Linked DNA regions of Mus musculus: region 1 is linked to region 2. A link is a contact called in public Hi-C data. All regions are on one chromosome and are shown on one strand. The core of a region is the stretch at or near the end of the contact, and the rest is flanking DNA. Distances in the headings are between cores, read along the strand shown.

Region 1 (5,024 bases), core at 110-2,609, 1.2 Mb after region 2:
GTTTGGCACCTATGCAGATAAAGGGATGACTTTAGCTGAACAACCATGAACCCACTACATTCTTGAAATGCTCACCATCACTCTTGGGGTTCCCTAGGACCTTGAGCACCTCGGCGTTGGTAGGGTTCTGGCCCAGGGCCCGCATCACATCCCCACACTGGCTGTACAGGATCTTGCCATCACCTGTTCGGTCAAACAGCTGGAAAGCCTCCTTGAATTCTGAGGATTCAGAAGAACGGCAGCACCAGGGATTAGCCCCGTGCTTGCTGCACAGCTCTGCTGCCAATTCAACTTAAGTCATGCTGCAGAAACCAGATATCTTGTCCTCCTCTATACACAAGACTACTCCTAGGGATCTATTTCTATCAACTCAAATGCCCCACATAAAGACAGGCAACCTTCTTTCCCTTACCTTAAGGTGGTAGCCATCTGTTTACACACCCCCTGAGCTGCGGCAGGCTAGGCTCTCCACCACTACTATACAACTCCGCAGGAATCTGCCACCGCCCAGGCTAGGTCCTGCCCATATAAGGAAGTAAGAGCCTGGACTCTAGCCTCCCACTCCCACCCTTCCCCTCCGGGAGACCTTCCAAGAGGTGAAGCCACATCCTTAGCAAACTCTCCAGTGCCCATCTTAACAAAATATCAAGGCACTGCCCTCTACAGTACTCAGAATCCAAGCTTAAGGAGGGGACAGTTATCAGAGGAGAGGCAAAAAAAGAAGCAGCAAACCACAAGCGTAATAGACCCGACACATAACAGGCACTAGTCAAATTGTTTCACACACCCACACCACCTAAAACTCACCCAGCGCTTGGGGCTCAGATCTGGAGTGGAAGGGGAAGGAAGAAAGAATGAGAAAAGAAAATGGAGGATCTAGAGCAGAAGGAAATCCACGGGGCACTCTCCTGGGAGCGCTGGAGGTGACAGGTTGGGATCAGAAGATAGATGCTAAAGGAAGGGGGTCCCTCTCGGTAAGGATGACCTGAGCTGCGGGTCAGAGACTGCCTACCTGCGGTCTGGTCCTCGGTGAAGTCACACTGCTCGGAGAAGAAGGGATTGGTCAGTTACCTGAGGTCCAACCCCGCAAGCTTCTATCCCGGCTTTACAAACTCCTGTTTGAAGCCGAGGATTCGCTTCCCAGGGCAAAGCCCTAGACATTCCAATCCCACAGCCAACCTTCCAAAACCTGGGCGTGCCCACGTCCACTGCTTTCTCTACTCCCACCCGCGGTCCTCTCCTTGCCCCAAATCCCCCTGATCTCCCGATTCCCAGGGCCCACCATCTTGGCTGCTGAGCTCTGCTGGACCTTTTCCGGCAGTAATGGCTCCGACGCCCTACCCAACCCCAGCCTTAGTACGTCCCATGGCGCATGACGTCACCCTCCGCCGTTTCATCCAATAGGCACGCTAGTCTGGGCTCATGCAGATGACATCACTACATTATTAATGAGGTGGGGGGGGGGCGCCCTACCTCGGCTCAGGAATCTAGCAGGGGGGCCTGGGTTGGGACTCTCGGAAACCTTTCTTCCGAGCTGCACCAAGAGCAGAGGATTTGGGCTTTTGCAGAAGAGAGGACTACCCGCTCCCGTCCTTCCTCTTTCTCAAAAGAAAACTGTCGGAAACCGAAGCAGGAACCATGTTTTTATTTCAAAACTGTAAGTGCCCCCTAGTGGCAGGAACGCGCTTCTGGCCGCACAGGAGGTGGGGCAAGTTTCCGTCGCTGCAGGTTCTACGTGGGGTGGGAGTCGGGGCTGGGGTGGGGTGGGGGTGGGAGGGGGTGGGGGGTGGGGAAGGAAATAGTCCAGCCCTGGCGGCTGCGCTACGGACGGGCGCGGAGACGCACTGCCTGCGCTTCTATCTGGTGGATCGAGGACCCTTGCCTCTCAAGCGGATACCAGGGGCTGGCTGGAGGGCCACCTGCGGAGCTCAGAGGCTTAGGATATGCTTCAGGAAGGCTGCACGAAAGGAGACGAGAGGACTTGAGAAACTGACCTTCGGGTAACTGAGGGTACTCCCACCCCCCTCAAGTCTCCTTACTCCCTGGCCATCCTGCCCCCTCACCCTCATAGTTGATGCAGCCGTTGCTGTCCTCGTGGCCTGCCAGAACAGTCTCTACCTCTTCCTCAGTCATCTTCTCTCCTGAACCCAAAAACAGTTAGAGTCCCCCGCCTTCCCTGCCTCACCAGCCCAAGACATTCTCAGGGTGGTTCATCCTCCCACCCTTGCCCTTTTTCATATCAACGGTGCCTTGGAGCAGGTGAAAGCTTTGACTTGACAGCGAAACAAGCTGCCGGGGTTGAGACTTGCATGGAATCAACACAATTGTGGCTTGCAAAGGGGGACATTGCATTCCCTGCCCTTGGCTCATAGCTGGACACTTTAGCCTCTAGGTGATCTGTCTCCACAATGCTGGCCCTCTTGAGTCTCCTGCCCATAACTGCAGGACCATAAACCCATTCTAGGCTCTACTTAGCTCTTCCAGGACCCCCCACTTCTCCACCCCACAGCTCTGGGCCCTGCCTCACCGAGAGTGGTAAGAACATGTCTGAGCTCTGCACCCATGACCTTGCCGTTGCCCTCTTTGTCAAACACACGAAGCCCCTCTAGGTAGTCCTCATATGTGCCTTGGTCCCGGTTCTTGGCCACTGCCTGCAGCATGGGCAGGAACGTCTCAAAGTCTACACGTCGGGACTTCAGCTCTGGCAATTAGATAGAGATGAGAGAGATCAACTGAGGTGTGGGATCCAGTGCAATTAGATAGAGATGAGAGAGATCAACTGAGGTGTGGGATCCAGTGCCATCCAACCCTACTATTGTGACTTTCATCCCTTTCAGCATTCAGGATGTTTCTCTTCCCTGTGTTTGACGTTTTTTGAGTCCTGAGGTCCATCCTAGCGTCCTCTGTCACCTTACCAATATTCTGTCATTGAAAATTGAAACTGTTGCCAGGCCTGGTGGTGCAGTTTTGTAACTACAGCTACCAGGCAAGTTCAAAGCCAGCCAGAACAACTTAAGACTGTCTCAACAGAAAGGAAAAAAAAAAAAAAAGGAAAGGCAGGGATGTAGCCCAGTGGCTGGACACACTCAAAACAGAAAGAGAGAACCACTAAGCCCACACACCTTCAGTCCCAGCATTCAGAGGCAGGGGAAGTCCCTCTTGAGTCTGAGGCCAACCTGGTCTATACAATGAGTTCCAGGCTAAGCAGGGCTATATAGAGACACCCTATGTAGTAGTAATAGTAGTAGTAGTGGTGGTAGTAACAACACTATCTAAACAACAATAATAATAATTAAAATTTAAAAAGAAAAAGAAAACTGGGGATTGGGGCTGCTGGGATAGAACTGTAGGTCCCTGGCCAACCTGAGTAATTTGGTGAGCACCTGTCTCAAAAAGTAAAAAAAAACAGTACCTCTGTAATAAGGGCTTGCCTGGCTTGCCTGAGGCCCTGGATTCAACCCAGCACTACATAAACTGGAGTAATCCCACCACTCTAGTGGGCAGTAGCAAGAGGTGGAGATAGGAGAATCAGAATGTAAGGTCATTCTTGGCTGGGATACTGAAATCCTATCTTGAAAGAAAGAGAGAGAGAGAGAGAAGAAAAAGAGGAAGAAGAGAAAGTTGCTGGCTAGAAATGTAGCTCAATGGCCCAGGCAGAACCCTGTATTCAACGTTCAACACCAAGAAGAAAACAGAAACCCCCACAAAACTCAAGGCTCCTCTCACCCTCGTTTTTGGGGTTCCCCAGGACCTTGAGCACCTCGGCGTTGGTAGGGTTCTGGCCCAGGGCCCTCATCAGGTCCCCACACTGGCTGTACAGGATCTTGCCATCACCTACTCGGTCAAACAGCTCAAAGGCCTCTCTGAATTCTGAGATGTAAGGAGAAGGCAGTGTGACCAAGGATCCCCATCACCAACAGAGAGAGGGAGGTTTGCTTCAGAAATTCATGTGCTAGAGCCAGGCATGGGAGGGAGGAGAACAGGACAAGTGTGGGAGGTTTCAAGGTCAGGACTGTCGTTAGAACAGAGAATCTGACCAGGAGTTTGGGGTTTGACAATGGGGCTTAGGAAATGGGCTTCTCCTCACCCTCCAGCTGGTCCTTGTTAAACTCGATCTGTAGGGGACAAAAAGGGCAGGTGAGGAGATGACAGGGCTTATTCAGTCCCTCTCTATCACAACCAACTGGCAGCCACTTCTGGGGAGGGACCCAAAGGGATGAAGGCGGGGAGCCGGGCCACTTCAGTCCTGTCCCCAGCTCTGGGCCTTGGGAGAATCCCAAGAGGAATTACAGGGGGAGGGTTTCTTGGGAACAGGGTTAATCCCATGCCACCTGTTCCCTTCCCTCCTGCTACCCCGAGTCCTGCATCCCTCACATAACTGGGGGCTGAACAAAGGCTAAATTTACCCCTGCCCCCAGCTGTGATTGTCTAACAAGCCTGCCCTCTTCAGTCTCCCCTCCTGGGGTTCAGAGATGTAGCCTTCTGAGTTGAACAGAAGAGCCAGAGGCAGACAGCACCCCTCTCCCTTCACTTCGGAAACTGGCCTGACCTGGGAGCCCCAACCTCATTCCAGCGTTCATTCATTCCCTATCCTTTCCACATATTCCCGGATACCCAAGGCTGCACCGCATCTCTGAACTATCCCTTCCAGATTCACACTTCCCCAGGACTCACCACCACTTTGGAGAGATCAACAGGGGGCTCCTGGGATTTTGCAGGTGCCTGGGGGGCAGCCGGCTCAGCCTTGGCCTTGGCTAGAGGGGTCCCTGGTGTAGACTTGGCAGCAGGCTTAGAGATGGAGGGCCCTGCTGGTTTCTTCACGGGAGCATCCTTCTTGGGAGGCATGATGTCAGGTGGCCAAAGAACAATGTGCTGATGGGGGCACCCATCTCTGTTTAAATAGGCAGGGAGTCTGGGATGTCAAGGGGCGGGGGCAGCAGCAGGGACAGGGAGCCAGTTGGCAAGGGTGAGGGGGAAGAGACTTATGCCTGTCTGCCCTCACTCCCCTGGCCTCCTATGGTTCA
Region 2 (4,596 bases), core at 930-3,429:
ACTAAGTGAGTCAATGTGTGCTTTCTAACATAATCCTTAAGATAGCTCTAACTATGGCAGGAACTATCACTTCCATTTCACAAAATAAAATAAAATAAAATAAAATCAAGGACTAGTTGTGGCACAGGCCTTTGATCCCAACACCTGGCATGCTTCTTGAGTTTTGGTCCAGCCTGATCTACAGAGTGAGTTCCAGGACAGCCAGGGCTACACAGAGAAACCCTGTCTCGAAAAACCCAAAAATAAAAACAAAAACGATAACAAAAATGAAGAATTAGTGGGTTTAAGTAATGTGTCAAGGTTACCACGCTAATAATTAGTTGTTGGGGTCTGAATACACTTTCCCCACAAAGTCCTGTATCATAAGCCTTCCAGACCCCACTTCAAGTCAACTCACCCCAGCCAGGAAAGGACAGTTTTGACGACTCAAGCTGTGATCAATGTGAGTCAGGACTCTCCGAAGTGGGCCAAGTATATCTTCCCCTTTCTTGCCTTGAACCACTAGACAGTGTAGGGCAGCAGACAGAACTGGCTAAAATGCAGGGGAAATGGGTCAGGATGTTCATACAGAGGAAGGACAGGCTGCCCTCACCTCCCTGATACACGGATTCACCTGCAGTTCTGTTGCCTCCCATTCCAGCCACTGGTTGGTGAGATCATCTTGTTCCCAGCCACATAACAGAAAAAAATATCTGCCCAGGGAGAGAAAGTAAGTTGAAGCATCTGTCTAGTTCATGGATGAACCCACAGTAGAACAGTATTTGCAAATAAGGTCACAGAAAGATTAGTGATTCACCCTGATTTGGGCACCTCCCCACACCAAGAACCAATACTGACCGGCAGATTGCACTAGCAGAGAAGAGGTAGTTGCCACTATCCAGCTGCAAGACAGGGACCTTAGGCCGGGTAAGGAATGGTACCACACACTCTGAGACAGAGGAAAATGGGTGAAAATCAGGGGTAAGAAAATAAATGAGGAGGCTGGAGAGATGGCTCGGCTGTTAAAGAGCACTGACTGCCCTTCCGAAGGTCCTGAGTTCAATTTCCAGCAACCACATGGTGGCTCACAACCACCCGTAATGAGATCTGACACCCTCCTCCAGTAAATCTGAAGATAGCTGCAGTGTACTTAGATATAAGGCGGGGCGCAGCCTGAGCAAGCGGGGTTGACCAGAGCAAGCGGGGTTGACAGGAGCCAGCAGAAGTCCTGAATTCAAATTCCCAGCAACCACATGATGGCTCACAACCATCAGTACAGCTACGGTGTACTCATATATACATTAAATAAATAAGTAAATCTTAAAAGAAATGATTTGACGTCACATTGTGTGCTGGAGGCCTGGGTTTTCAATCTACAGTTTCGAAGGTAAGAACACTAACCGGGGAGGGGTGGTGGTGGAATATGCTAGAGGGGCCAGCTAGTGTTCAGTTGAGACTGCCAACTGCAAACAAGAGGTAGAGTCTACAGAGAGGTATAGAATAGTGCTGCAGTCAAGCTGTCAGGGAGGATCTGACCAGACAACTCTTAGAAAGTCACCCAAAAAAGTTGTCTGGGAATACGCAATAAACTTCAAGGACTGAGTGTGCACATGTCTGTACTGAGGTCCTGGAAGGAGAAAGGGGCTTCCCCAAAACGACACGGGAGGTTGGAGGTGATCGCGAGAGTGACCGGGCTGAGAGGGAGTTGCCATGATAGGTGGGTCCTGGAAAACTAACCAGAGGGGAGACTTAAAACGAGGTTTGAAGAGTACAGTGAGGGTAACTAAGGGAACTAACTTCAGAAGGGTTACGGAAACAAAGGTTGGCGTGACTAAAGTTAACGTTGAGTCGATTGGGGAACGGGCACTGGAGCCTGGCAAACAACTGTGAGATGAACACCCCTCACCCGCCGCCCACCGGCAGCCACTCCAGTACCTTCGGGGCCTACGGTGCTGATGAGCAGCTCCGCCCGACCCCGGGCCCTCGCGGCCGCAGCCAGCACGGGCAGGCTCCCCGGGGAACCCTCGCTCACGAACAGTCTCATCGTGCCTCGGAGCCCACGCTGATGCAATCGGAACCGGCCTCCCGCTCCTGGGTTAAGCTGCAAGGCACGTCGGGAAATGGAGTTCTGTGTCGGCCGGACGCTCGCGGTAGGCTCCAGGAAAGCCGACTACTCATCCCATCACGCACCATTACGAAACAGGAAATGGTTACCAACGAGACCCGGAAGTTGACGGTGCGGGCTAGCGTGGCACTCTGGGTCGGCCGGCTCCGAGAGGGTCCTTTGAACTGTTGAAGTCGGCCGCTGTAAAGCGATCCGATGGAGACGACGCGATGGGTGGCATTTTCTGATTCCTTACTGGTCGTTGAAGTGGTATCGCACGCGCCGATTCAAGTTGTTAAGGATCGGAGTTTTTAATTGGTTTGTGTGCGGGTAGTCCGAGAGCGTGGCGATGCATTTAGCTACAAGATTAAAAATCAGTTGGGGAACTGTGAGCAAACTTTAGTGTCAACGTGGAAATTAATGTGGCTGTCCATCAGCCACAAAGGATGTGGCTCGCGAACCTTTATTACTTAGGAATTGGGAATGTAGTTTAGTTAGTAAGCGTTTGCTTAGCATGTGCAAACCGCTGGGTTCACCCCCGGTACACAACACTGTGTGGTGGTGTGTCCACTCCTGTAATCCCAGCGTTGAAGAGGTGGTGATAAAATTATCATAAATTCGACGTTATCCTCTATTGCAAGCCAGCCTAAGCTACTAGGGATCTGTCAGTAAATCAGTGAGGAAGCCTGGAAAGATGGCTCAGCGGAGAACACAGGCCAGGCTGTCCTTTTCCTGGACTCTCCTTTGACCCATTTGCATGGTTGACAGTTGTCTGTAACTTGAGTCCTAGGGGAATCATGCGCCCTCTTCTGGTCTTCATGATTACTGCATGCATGTGGTGCAGAGACCTCCCTGCACTCGAAACCCCTTACAAATAAAAGAAAAAGGAGTTGGGTGTGGTGGGACACTCCCTTAATTCCAGGACTCAGAAGGCGAAGGCAGTTGGATCTCTTTGAGTTCAAAGCTATCCTGGTCTTTATAAACCTAGTCTCAAAAAAAAAAAGTGTGTGGTTTTTGTTTTGTTTTATTTTGTTCTTAATTAAAAATAAGGGGTTTAGAGATAACTCTGGTTCGGGAGCACTTGATGCTCATCCAAGCACACACATGACAGGCAGATCACAACCTTCTGTAACACTAGTGCCTCTTCTGGCCTCCATAGACCTGCCCAAAAATAGTACACTCAACTTGCAGGCAAGACCTTGATACACATTAAAAAAAAACAAAAATAAACCAAGCAAGCCCTGACATAAAAGTGAAAATGCACTAGTCTTCCATTTACATATAGCTAGACAATCACAGCAAAGGGAGATGAGAGTTATGCTACAAAAGGTCAAATTGAGGGGGAAGTGAGAGATTTCGCAACAAAGCCAAATAAACACATGCAAAGGGATATCTTATCTTTAAAAAAAAAAAGTATGAGGCTCTTCTCATACAGTGCCAGCCTCGTCCTGTAGACAGGATGGTGAAGGTCGGTGTGAATGGATTTGGCCGTAATGGGTGCCTGGTTACCAGGGCTGCCTTCTGCTCTGCAGTTGGCAAAGTGGAGATTGCCATCAACAACCCATTTATGGACCTCAACTACATGGTCTACATATTCCAGTATGACTCTACTCATAGCAAGTTCAATGGCATGGTCAAGGCTGAGAAAGGGAAGCTTGTCATCAACGGGAAGCCCATCACTATCTTCTGGGAAGAGATCCCACTAACATCAAATGTGGTGATGCCGGTGCTGAGTATGTTGTGGGGTCTACTGGTGTCTTCACCACCATGGAGAAGGCTGGGGCCCACTTGAAGGGTGGGGCCAAAGGGTCATCATCTCTGCCCCTCTGCTGATGCCCCATGTTTGTGATGGGTGTGACCCACCAGAAATATGACAACTCACGCAAGATTGTCAGCAATGCATCCTGCACCACCAACTGCTTAGCCACCCTGGCCAAGATCATCCATGACAACTTTGGCATCATGGAAGGGCTCATGACCTCGGTCCATGCTATCGCTGCCACTCAGAGACTGTGGATGGCCCCTCTGGAAAGCTGTGGTGTGATGGCCTTGGGGCTGCCCAGAACATCATCCCTGCATCCACTGGTGCTGCCAAGGCTGTGGGCAAGGTCATCCCAGAGCTGAACGGGAAGCTCACTGGCATGGCCTTCCATGTTCCTACCCCCAATGTATCCGTTGTGGATCTGACATGCCACCTGGAGAAACCTGGCAAGTATGATGACATCAAGAAGGTGGCAAAGCAGGCATTTGAGGGACCACTAAAGGGCATCCTGGGCTACACTGAGGACCAGGTTTTCTCCTGTGATGTCAACAGCAACTCCCACTCTTCCACCTTTGATGCCAGGGCTGGCATTGCTCTCAATGACAACTTTGTCAAGCTCATTTCCTGGTATGACAGTGAATTCGACTATAGCAACAGGGTGGTGGGCCTCATGGGCTACATGACCTCCAAAGAGTAAGAAACCCTGGGCCACCCACCCCAGCAAGGACACTGAGAGCAAGAGAGAGGCCCT

What was found. Hi-C and Micro-C count contacts between places; a contact is called where the count stands out from the background.
Region 1: a Hi-C map of B cells shows a contact between it and region 2, with 8 read pairs. The contact joins the promoter of Myl6 here to the promoter of Mars1 in region 2. A contact is called at or near these places in 10 of 39 promoter capture datasets (the C10 cell line, the HPC-7 cell line, HPC-7-derived erythroid cells and 5 more), 1 of 484 Hi-C or Micro-C datasets (B cells), 2 of 115 datasets of contacts at active chromatin or transcription factors (Th17 cells and kidney) and 1 of 9 other capture datasets (adipose tissue).

Annotation. Positions count from the first base shown.
Region 1 is chr10:128,492,527-128,497,550 of GRCm38.p6, forward strand. Myl6 (myosin, light polypeptide 6, alkali, smooth muscle and non-muscle) reads right to left here and starts at 1,360. Exons shown (of 7, transcript NM_001317218.1): 1 at 1,283-1,360; 2 at 1,013-1,040; 3 at 76-219. The coding sequence starts at 1,285. It overlaps Myl6b (myosin, light polypeptide 6B), which reads right to left. Exons shown (of 7, transcript NM_172259.1): 2 at 4,675-4,891; 3 at 4,088-4,115; 4 at 3,727-3,870; 5 at 2,528-2,701; 6 at 2,064-2,141; 7 at 1,631-1,957. The coding sequence starts at 4,845. The coding sequence ends at 1,929.
Region 2 is chr10:127,309,607-127,314,202 of GRCm38.p6, forward strand. Mars1 (methionine-tRNA synthetase 1) reads right to left here and starts at 2,180. Exons shown (of 21, transcript NM_001003913.2): 1 at 1,915-2,180; 2 at 838-928; 3 at 614-692; 4 at 398-532. The coding sequence starts at 2,023. It also overlaps the pseudogene Gm6283.